Linked DNA regions of Mus musculus: all the other regions are linked to region 2. The links are chromatin contacts, called in public HiChIP or PLAC-seq maps. All regions are on one chromosome and are shown on one strand. Each heading gives the region's core, a stretch centred on a gene start, on an enhancer-like site or on the middle of the called end of the contact. The rest is flanking DNA. Distances are from core to core; before and after follow the strand shown. Region 1 holds the start of Klk4 (kallikrein related-peptidase 4 (prostase, enamel matrix, prostate)). Region 2 holds the start of 1700008O03Rik (RIKEN cDNA 1700008O03 gene). Region 3 holds the start of Ptov1 (prostate tumor over expressed gene 1).

The links. HiChIP or PLAC-seq counts read pairs in DNA pulled down with a chosen protein or histone mark.
Region 1: a contact with region 2 is called in an H3K27ac HiChIP or PLAC-seq map of epiblast stem cells, with 3 times the contacts expected there. The contact joins the promoter of Klk4 here to the promoter of 1700008O03Rik in region 2. A contact is called at or near these places in 2 of 39 promoter capture datasets (the C10 cell line and cranial neural crest), 3 of 115 datasets of contacts at active chromatin or transcription factors (embryonic stem cells and epiblast stem cells) and 1 of 9 other capture datasets (macrophages).
Region 3: a contact with region 2 is called in an H3K27ac HiChIP or PLAC-seq map of embryonic stem cells, with 5 times the contacts expected there. The contact joins the promoter of Ptov1 here to the promoter of 1700008O03Rik in region 2.

The regions. Positions count from the first base shown.
Region 1 is chr7:43,879,800-43,882,499 of GRCm38.p6, forward strand. Klk4 (kallikrein related-peptidase 4 (prostase, enamel matrix, prostate)) reads left to right here and starts at 1,361. Exons shown (of 6, transcript NM_019928.2): 1 at 1,361-1,415; 2 at 1,842-1,913. The coding sequence starts at 1,850.
Region 2 is chr7:44,373,596-44,376,295 of GRCm38.p6, forward strand. 1700008O03Rik (RIKEN cDNA 1700008O03 gene) reads right to left here and starts at 1,435. Exons shown (of 6, transcript NM_027049.1): 1 at 1,392-1,435; 2 at 728-929. The coding sequence starts at 794. Gm39001 (a long non-coding RNA gene) reads left to right here and starts at 902. Exons shown (of 2, transcript XR_882056.2): 1 at 902-974; 2 at 1,929-2,308.
Region 3 is chr7:44,868,410-44,871,157 of GRCm38.p6, forward strand. It overlaps Ptov1 (prostate tumor over expressed gene 1), which reads right to left and starts at 1,259. Exons shown (of 12, transcript NM_133949.2): 1 at 942-1,259. The coding sequence starts at 1,112.

The DNA.
Region 1 (2,700 bases), core at 111-2,610, 490 kb before region 2:
GAACTCCAGCATCTCCCACCAGACCCCAGCATCCCCCTCCTGGACCCCAGCATCTCCCTCCTGGACCCCAGCATCTCCCTCCTGGACCTCAGCATCCCCCTCCTGGACCCCAGCATCTCCCTCCTGGACCTCAGCATCTCCCTCCTGGACCTCAGCATCTCCCTCCTGGACTCCAGCATCTCCCTCCTAGACTCCAGTATCTCCCTCCTGGACCTTAGCATCTCCCACCAGACCCCAGCATCTCCCTCCTGGACTTCAGCATCTCCCTCCTGGACCCCAGTATCCCTTTCCTGGACCTCAGCATCTCTCACCAGACCCCAGTATCCCCCCTCCTGGACCTCAGCATCTCCCACCAGACCCCAGCATCTCCCTCCTGGACCCCAGCATCTCCCACTTGAATCTCAGTGCTTTCCCAGTCATGGTCCAGCCTTCAATCCCTACCTCTGTCTCTCCTCACCAAGAGCAATTTCACAAAGTAAGCAAGCCATGTCAATTCCTCTACCACTGAACCTTGATATCTAAGCCATTTCTGAAGGCTGCCTGTCTGCCTTGCTTCCCATGGGAATGTCATCCACGGACAAATGCCAAGACGTCTTCTGATGCAACCTCACTTGTCTGGTTCCCACTCTTCCTCATAGTCATCTGACTCGGACACTACCAACTACCATTTATCTCTTGATTCCTCTGTCTTCTTGATTGTACATCTCTCCCCCTGATCACCGGGACCGGAGTCCCAGGAACATGGAGAGATCACTCTTCCTAGTTCCTGACTTGATTTAGAATTCCAAGCATGAGAGCTGCCAATTGCTGTTGACTAAGGGGTGCCTCCATCACACCCTCGTTCCTAGGAGCCTCTGCACTAGGACATCTGCAGAGGGAGGATCTGTGTGCAGGGTTCTCTGAATTCAGGCTGAGCATGGAGTGATGCTTACCCAGATCCTATGCATGGGGAAAAGGAGATGGAGAGGTGGGTCACAGATAAGATTTCCAAGGAAGTACGAGATGCAAGCTGGATTTGGTGCTGGGGCAGTTTTCAGAGGACGAACAGAAGGACACAGAGGGAGACTACGGGAGTGAGGTAGGGGGAATTTCATTTAGTGAGTAAAATGAGCCTGAGAGAAGGAAAGGATGAATGAAAGAACATGAGGGGGGGCAAGGGAGGGGGAAGAATAAAGGCCAGAGAGGCTGGGGTCTGGACACTGTTCCCTCCCTGTGCCCCAGACTCCACCTGACTTGGAGGCAGCCTGAAGGCTTTGAGCTGGAGCCTGCAGCATCTGACGTATGGAATGTGTCCCCTGGGGGGCAGGCCAGCCCCAGCTGAGGAAGCTTATAAGCCCCATAGGGGCCCCTGTGGGTAGCAAACCAGCTCAGCTTAGCTCAGCTCAGCCGCAGAATTCGGAGCCCAGAAGCAGCAGGTGAGACACACACACACATTCTCTCTCTCTCTCTCTTGCTCTCACACTCTCTGTTTAGAAGCATCCCTGCATTCCTCTCTGAACCTCTGGCTCTGATCTCTGCCTCTCAGACTGCCTCCAACCAGATAGGTCTCTTGAATGCCCTGTCAGGGTCTTCTATCTGTCCTAAGTGAAGCCCTGTCGGGGTCTTTCATCTGTCCTAAGTGAAGATCTATGCCTCCATTTCTCCACACCCCCACCCATCCCTAGATAGATGCTTCTCCCTCCTCCTCCTCCTTCTCTTCCTCCTCCCTTTTACTTCTTCCCCCTTCTCTCTGTCTCTTTCTATCCGGTCACATCCCACAAATGAAAAAGGCAAGGGAGAGAGATCATGGGGAGGCAGGGAGTAAGACTACCGTCCAGATTCATTGTTGTCTTCATTTCCAGGAGCCAACATGATGGTCACTGCACGAACCCCCTGGGGCTGGTTCCTGGGGTGCCTCATCCTTGAGGTCACAGGTATCTGAGTGTGTGTGTCATGGTGTGTGCCCGAGTGAACAGTGTCAGCCAACAGCAGGACTCAGTGTCCTACTGTTTCTGACTCTCTGATGTGGCAGTATGATGTGACTGTGTGTGGTCATGGCTGTAAAGGGTGACAGGTCCTGAGAAGGAGAGACAGTCTTAGTGGTACCACTAAGGGGAAGACGGGATCTGTGCCCAGTTCCTGAGTGACTAGTTGATTCTTTCCGTTAAACTCCCTATGTACAACAGGCTAGTCTCAAACTTTCAGAAGTCAGCCTGCCTCTGCCCCTGAGTGCTAGAGTTGATACCTGACCCACTTATTTATTTTTTAAGAGTCTTACTTAGTCCAGGCTGGCCGTGAATTCACTAAGCAGCCAAGAACATCCTTAGATTTCCAATCCTTCTGCCTCTGCCTAAGTGCTGGGGTTATAGGTATGTACCACTATACCCAGTTTACGTGGTGCTGTAGTGCTGGGATCCAAACCCAAGACTTTGTGCATGCTAAGCCAGCACTCCCTCCCAGCCCCCTCTGGGATAAAGATGTTGCCTGGGTGAATGGGCTGTGGCTGGGTGTGCCTGAGGGGAGGTGCATGGAAGCACAGCCGTGCCACAAAAGCTGAACAGCTCCTGAAGTCGTGACTGTGTGTGAGGGAGAAATGGTTCCTGGGTCCTGAAGATCAGCCTGAGAATCCAAGCTGACCCGTCTTCCTGACAAATGACCCTACATCCAGTGTGCTGATGATCCTGGCTCCCAGACTAAGGAGGCTCCTGGCTTTAACTCCTC
Region 2 (2,700 bases), core at 185-2,684:
ATTGAGGACAGGAAGACGTTGAACTACTGTGCAAGACCAAGGAGTGAAGGTATCTAGGGAAAATAGACTCAGAAGCGTTGTTGAAGCCCAGGAGGTTCATGGGAACTGCAGTTCTGGGCCCAGAAATATTAGCGGGGGGCGGAGGAGGGGGGAACGACACTGCAGCATTTCATGGTAAATTCTTTGTAAACCGAGGGTATGTGCCAGGGAACTGCAGAGGGTGAGGGGAACAGAGTTCTAAATCTGAGTGTTGGCTAGGGAACTGCAAGTGTCTCATGGGATATGTAGTTTGGGGCCCAGAAGTTACGTTCAGATAGCTGCAGCACTTCTTGTTAAAAGATTATTAATGAGCCCGGTAACTGCAGAGGCTGGTGGGAAATGTAGTTCTGGACCCAGAATACTGACCAGGGACCCGCAGAGTCTTTGCTAGAGATCTGCAAGGCCTTCTGGGAAATGTAGTTTTGATTTCAGAATATTGGCAAGGGAGCCTCTTGGGAAAAGTAGTATGAGCTCAGAGAATTATTAGCAGGGGGACTGCAACAGCTTCTGAGAGATGTGGTTTGAGGCTTCCCACACTGGCCAGAGACTTGCAGAACCCCCAAGGGCAATGCAGTTCTGTACCCAGAGTATCAGCCAGAGAAAGGCAGGGGCTCCTGGGAAATGTAGTTCTAGGCTCGAGGACCAACAGTGTGGGAATGCCGGTTCGCCGGCCCCCAGACCTGCTCACCTGTCTCCCTGTGTGAGCCAGGGGCGCCCAGGTTGGGGGAGATTAAAGGCTCCACCTCTGGCTGCATCCTGGAGAAGCGGGTCTGGGGAAGTCCAGAAAGATGGGGCGAGATGCTCGCACTGGGCCACACAGCGCAGCTCTTTTCCTGGACTTCTGCTTCTTGCTCTTTGAAACCACGAGGGACAAACACGGAACTGGAAGGCTGAGACCACAAGGACACACGCTTTCCCCTAACCTCCGGGACTCGGTGTGCGCCCCACCTCCTGTTTCCCTGCAACTCTACTTCCGTCTCCATCTCTTCCTGTCTCATGGCTTCTCTTTCTTCAGCCCTCCTGAACCATCCCTGTCCCCGGTTTTCACAATTCTCTGTCTGCCTCCCTCTAAACCCCCTTTCCCAGTTGTCCTCCACATTTCTCCCAGAAGTCTCTGCCCTCTGTCCCACCTCCCTGGTCTTTTTCTCCATCAGCTTCCCCAGCACCTCCCCAGCCCCCTGGATTGCCCCCTCCTCATTGCAGTCCTTCACCAATCTTGTCACCCTCTCTGAGCCTCCCTATTTCCCGTTCCCCTTCTCCCAGGCCCATTCCTCAGTCTCTCTTCCATAGCTGCTTCAGCTTCCACTCCCACCACCTCGCCCTTCTCTCTTCCCCTCTCTGAGCCCACTTGCCCTCTGCTCAGCACCGGCTAGACTCCTGGAGACAAACAGAAACTGAGTTCTCTAGGGGGGAGGGGACGGTAGGCAGGGTCTGGTTACCATGGTGCCCAATGTGAGAGCAAGGCTGGGGCTCTTATTCCTGAACGTGAGAAAAGTGTCATTGGGTGCCAGGCTTGGGGGCTTTCTGCAGGCAGGTGCCGGGTAGACTATCCTTTGTGAGTTCGGACCTGTGAGGCGAGGAGGCTGTAAAACCCTTTAGCTGTCTCGTCTATGCATCCACAGGCTCACTTTTTGTAGCCTGTTTCTCCCTCTTAATAACTGCCTATGTATCCCGGTCTGGTCTTGAACTCAGTCCCTTATCCAGGCAGGCCCTTGCCTTCCAGAGTCAGAAATGTTAGGAATGTGTCACCACGCCCCTTCTGACAATAGAGTCCCCAAGCTCCCTTCCCAGGTGGTCTTTGTTGTCACTGTGGCTTTCTGAGCTAATTTACAAATCAGTCCCGATTCTGGAGCACAGCTAGGAGTCTCTTTCTCTTTCTTTAAGGGCAGGCGTCGCCACGGTGTTACCTTGTAGATTCGGAACTTGCCAGAAGGCAAAGATGAAGGAAAGACCGCCTGGCTGGATCCAGCTGTGCCTGAAGCTCTCAATTTTTTGTTAGAAATTGAGAAACCTAAACTTTGATCAATTTAGCTGGTTTTGATTGGTTGTTTTGCTTTGGGGAGGGGGATTGGTTTTTAGTGTTTTTTCAACACAGTGCTCACTATGTACCCGCACCCCCACCCCACCCCCCTTGAACTTACTATGCAGACCAGGCTGGCCTACATACAGTTGGCCCCCTCTGCTTCCTTAGTGCTGAAATTAAAGTTGTGCCCCGCTATGCCTGGCTGTTACTGGCCACTTAAAAAGCTCATACACTTCAATGGTCTCATTCAGTCTTCTGTAACCATGATTTCCAACATTTCTTCTGGGTATGTGTACATCCTCCAATGCACACAATCCTGGGTGGGCGCCAGCATACATGGGGTTCGGGGATTTGAACATGAGTCCTGTGTACACAATGCAACTACTCTGCTGTGTGTTAGGAAGACTCCCTGGAACCAGGCTGAGCCCAGGTGAAGCAGAGAGACTTAATGATGGGGAGGCAAGGTCCCTGTGGCAAACTCAACTGGGGACAAAGAAAGTAAGACAGGGACCCTGTCCCTGGACCTTCCCTTTCTCTCATTCAGCCATCTTTTCCAGTTCCATCTCTGTAGGACAAGGAGCATTTTTGACTGCCATGGTCACAGGAACACCTAAGCCCTCACTTTCACTGCCCAGAGA
Region 3 (2,748 bases), core at 9-2,508, 490 kb after region 2:
AACAAACTAGGAACATGAAGCCCACTAAGCGCCAAGTTCGTGTTTACGCATGCCTGATTTGCTGTTTGCGCACTGCATGGCCAGAGCCAAGTCACATTTGTAGAAAAGGGACACATATGAGGACCCCAGGAAGGGCTCCCAACACCAAGAGAAAACTTCAAGCCTAGGCTGTACTACAGCGAGGGGTGTGTCTGCGTTCCTCAGGTGATCCAGGCGACAGACCCGCCTCAGCTCCTCGGAGAACAACGTCGTCAGAAGTCTGAAGTGGTCAGTACCACGCCAGGGAATAGCTTACCGCTGGCCAAGCATGCGCAGGTGTGGCCACGAGTCCACCATCACAATGGGGGCAATTTTGTTGCCCCAAGAAAATCTCAATGTTTCTAGAAAGTGCGCGCACGTTTACTGAGTGGACAAAAAGGTGACAACCCCACGAACTTACAGAGCTGAATATTTACCTTAAGCTTTATCTTAAGGCTTAAGGTCTGGGCTAGCTGCGGGGCGGGCGGGTATGCAAATAGAGGGACTGTCCACAATCGCCATCTGGCCCCGGGGGACAACGCCCCCGCGAGCAACAGCTGGGCGCGCGTGTAAGCGCCGGGCTCCTCCACCGGCCGCTTCGCGCATTTCCAGACCCGGAGGCCGAGGACCAACTTTGCAATTGGAAAAACAAGCGTGCACCCCAGGCGCCCCCCGCGCGCGTGTGCAGCCGGCCGCGCAGTCAGCAGTAATTCGAACCCGCCCCGCCTCCGTACCCCGCCCCCCGCCCAGCCCGCCGCGCAACAAAGGGGAGCGCCCAGAGCCGATCAAGGACTGATCCCGGACCCCTGGGTGCGCCCTCCCGCGGGAGGCCCGTGGGCGCTGCGGACAAAGGCGCCCGCCAGGGGAGGGGTGGCGGGGCGGGGCGTGCGTGGAAGGCTCTGGAAACAGGCCGTGGGACTCACCATGGGAGGGGCCGAACGAGCCCGGATCCGCGGTGGCTGCGGGCCTCGAGGACCGCCAGGCCAGGAACGTGAGCGCACGGCGCGGACGACCAGGGGCCGCGGTGGCCGGCCACGACCTCCGAGGGGGCCCCCGGCGCCGGAGCGGTGCGGGGCACGGCGCGGGCGGACCATGGCGGGTGGGAGGCCGTGGGCCTCACGGGGGGCTGCGGGTCCGCCGACCGACAGGCGCGGGCGCGCGGCTTCGGGGAGAAGCGGAGCGGGACCGCGGCGGGGGACGCGCCGCTGAGGGGTCGCCGCGGCCGAACCACTGCAGCGAACAGGGGAGCCCGGCGCCAACCAACGCGAAGCTGGGGGGAGATGCGGGGGGGGTGGGCTGGCGCCTACCAACGTGGAAGAAGAGGGAGAGCCGGGACCAACGCCGGGGAGAGGAGGAGCCGGCGCTAACCAACAGACTATGGAGCTGGGGAGCCAGCGCTGACAAACAGGGATGGAGGACTGTAAGGGGGTGTGGCTGGAGCAAACCAAGAAGGTCAGGGAGGGAGGGTTTCAGACTTGGAAATGACAAGAGAGAAACTGTGCTACAAGAGTTCGAGCTGGTGAGACAATACCAAGTCCTCACTGCTGGAGGGACAGAAGGCGGTAGACAGGATAATGGGTGGCGCGACGGAACCTACCACCAGACTGAGGGGTAGATGTAGGAACCAGGCGTTCTTGCCTCTTGGAGGCGGTGACGTGGCAAGGTGGCTAAAAGACTACAACTTCCAGCGGGTCTCTCGCAGCCTGGGCGTGACCAGCATAGCTGCTGGCCCATTTGTCCAGGGTCTGCCCACTGTTGCTTGGGCCTTCTAGCAGTTGCCTTACCCAGATCACGTTCTTGATCTGAAAGGACTGTGCAGTGGCATTTCTTGCTTCCGTTTGTTTTTAACCTGTGATACTATCCAGCCTTAGATTATCTGCGCTCGATGTAAGTGGCGTTGTGTTTACGCAGTGTTAGCTTATGCACCCAGGCTGACCTCGAACTCCTAAGCCTTCTGTCTTCACCTTTAATTGGGTGTGCACTACTACACGTGGCTGTTAAACTATATATAGGGTGCTGAGGTTTGAATTTATAGCCTCTTGCATGCGAGAAGTTCCCTCCTGCCTTCTTTTAAACTAGAAAACCTATTTGGACTATACTTTGTTCTTCCTTGCTGATTCATACACTACTTTAACCAAATTATATCAGGCCCCTGACAGCACACCCAAGCTATGATGCCTGTCACCTGGAGCAAATGTCCTGGCAGTAGGCTGGCTTTTTAAAAATCTCGTGTTTTATAATTGATTTAAAAAGCTAAACTGGAAGGTGAGCAGCAAGAGAGGTCACCTGGTCCTTGTCTGCCACCAAGCCTGACAACCTGGGTTCAATTTCCCTAAACCCTATGGTGGGAGGAGCAAAGAGACCCTTACAAAGTGCTCCCTGAGCCCCACACAAGTCCTGTGTCACATGTGCACATAATTCAGAGTCTGCTTGCACTTCAAAGTGAGCTCAAAACCTGATTGGGCAACTGACTTAATACGACAGCCTTGTCTCATAATTAATAAACAATAATAATAGAGATTGAGTAGTGACACTAGGCATTAATTAAAAGGTACGGGAAGCCGGGCGTGATGGCACACGCCTTTAATCCCAGCACTCGGGAGGCAGAGACAGGCGGATTTCTGAGTTTGAAGCCAGCCTGGTCTACAGAGTGAGTTCCAGGACAGCCAGGGCTACACAGAGAAACCCTGTCTCGAAAAACCAACCAACCAAAAAAAAAAAAAAAAAAAA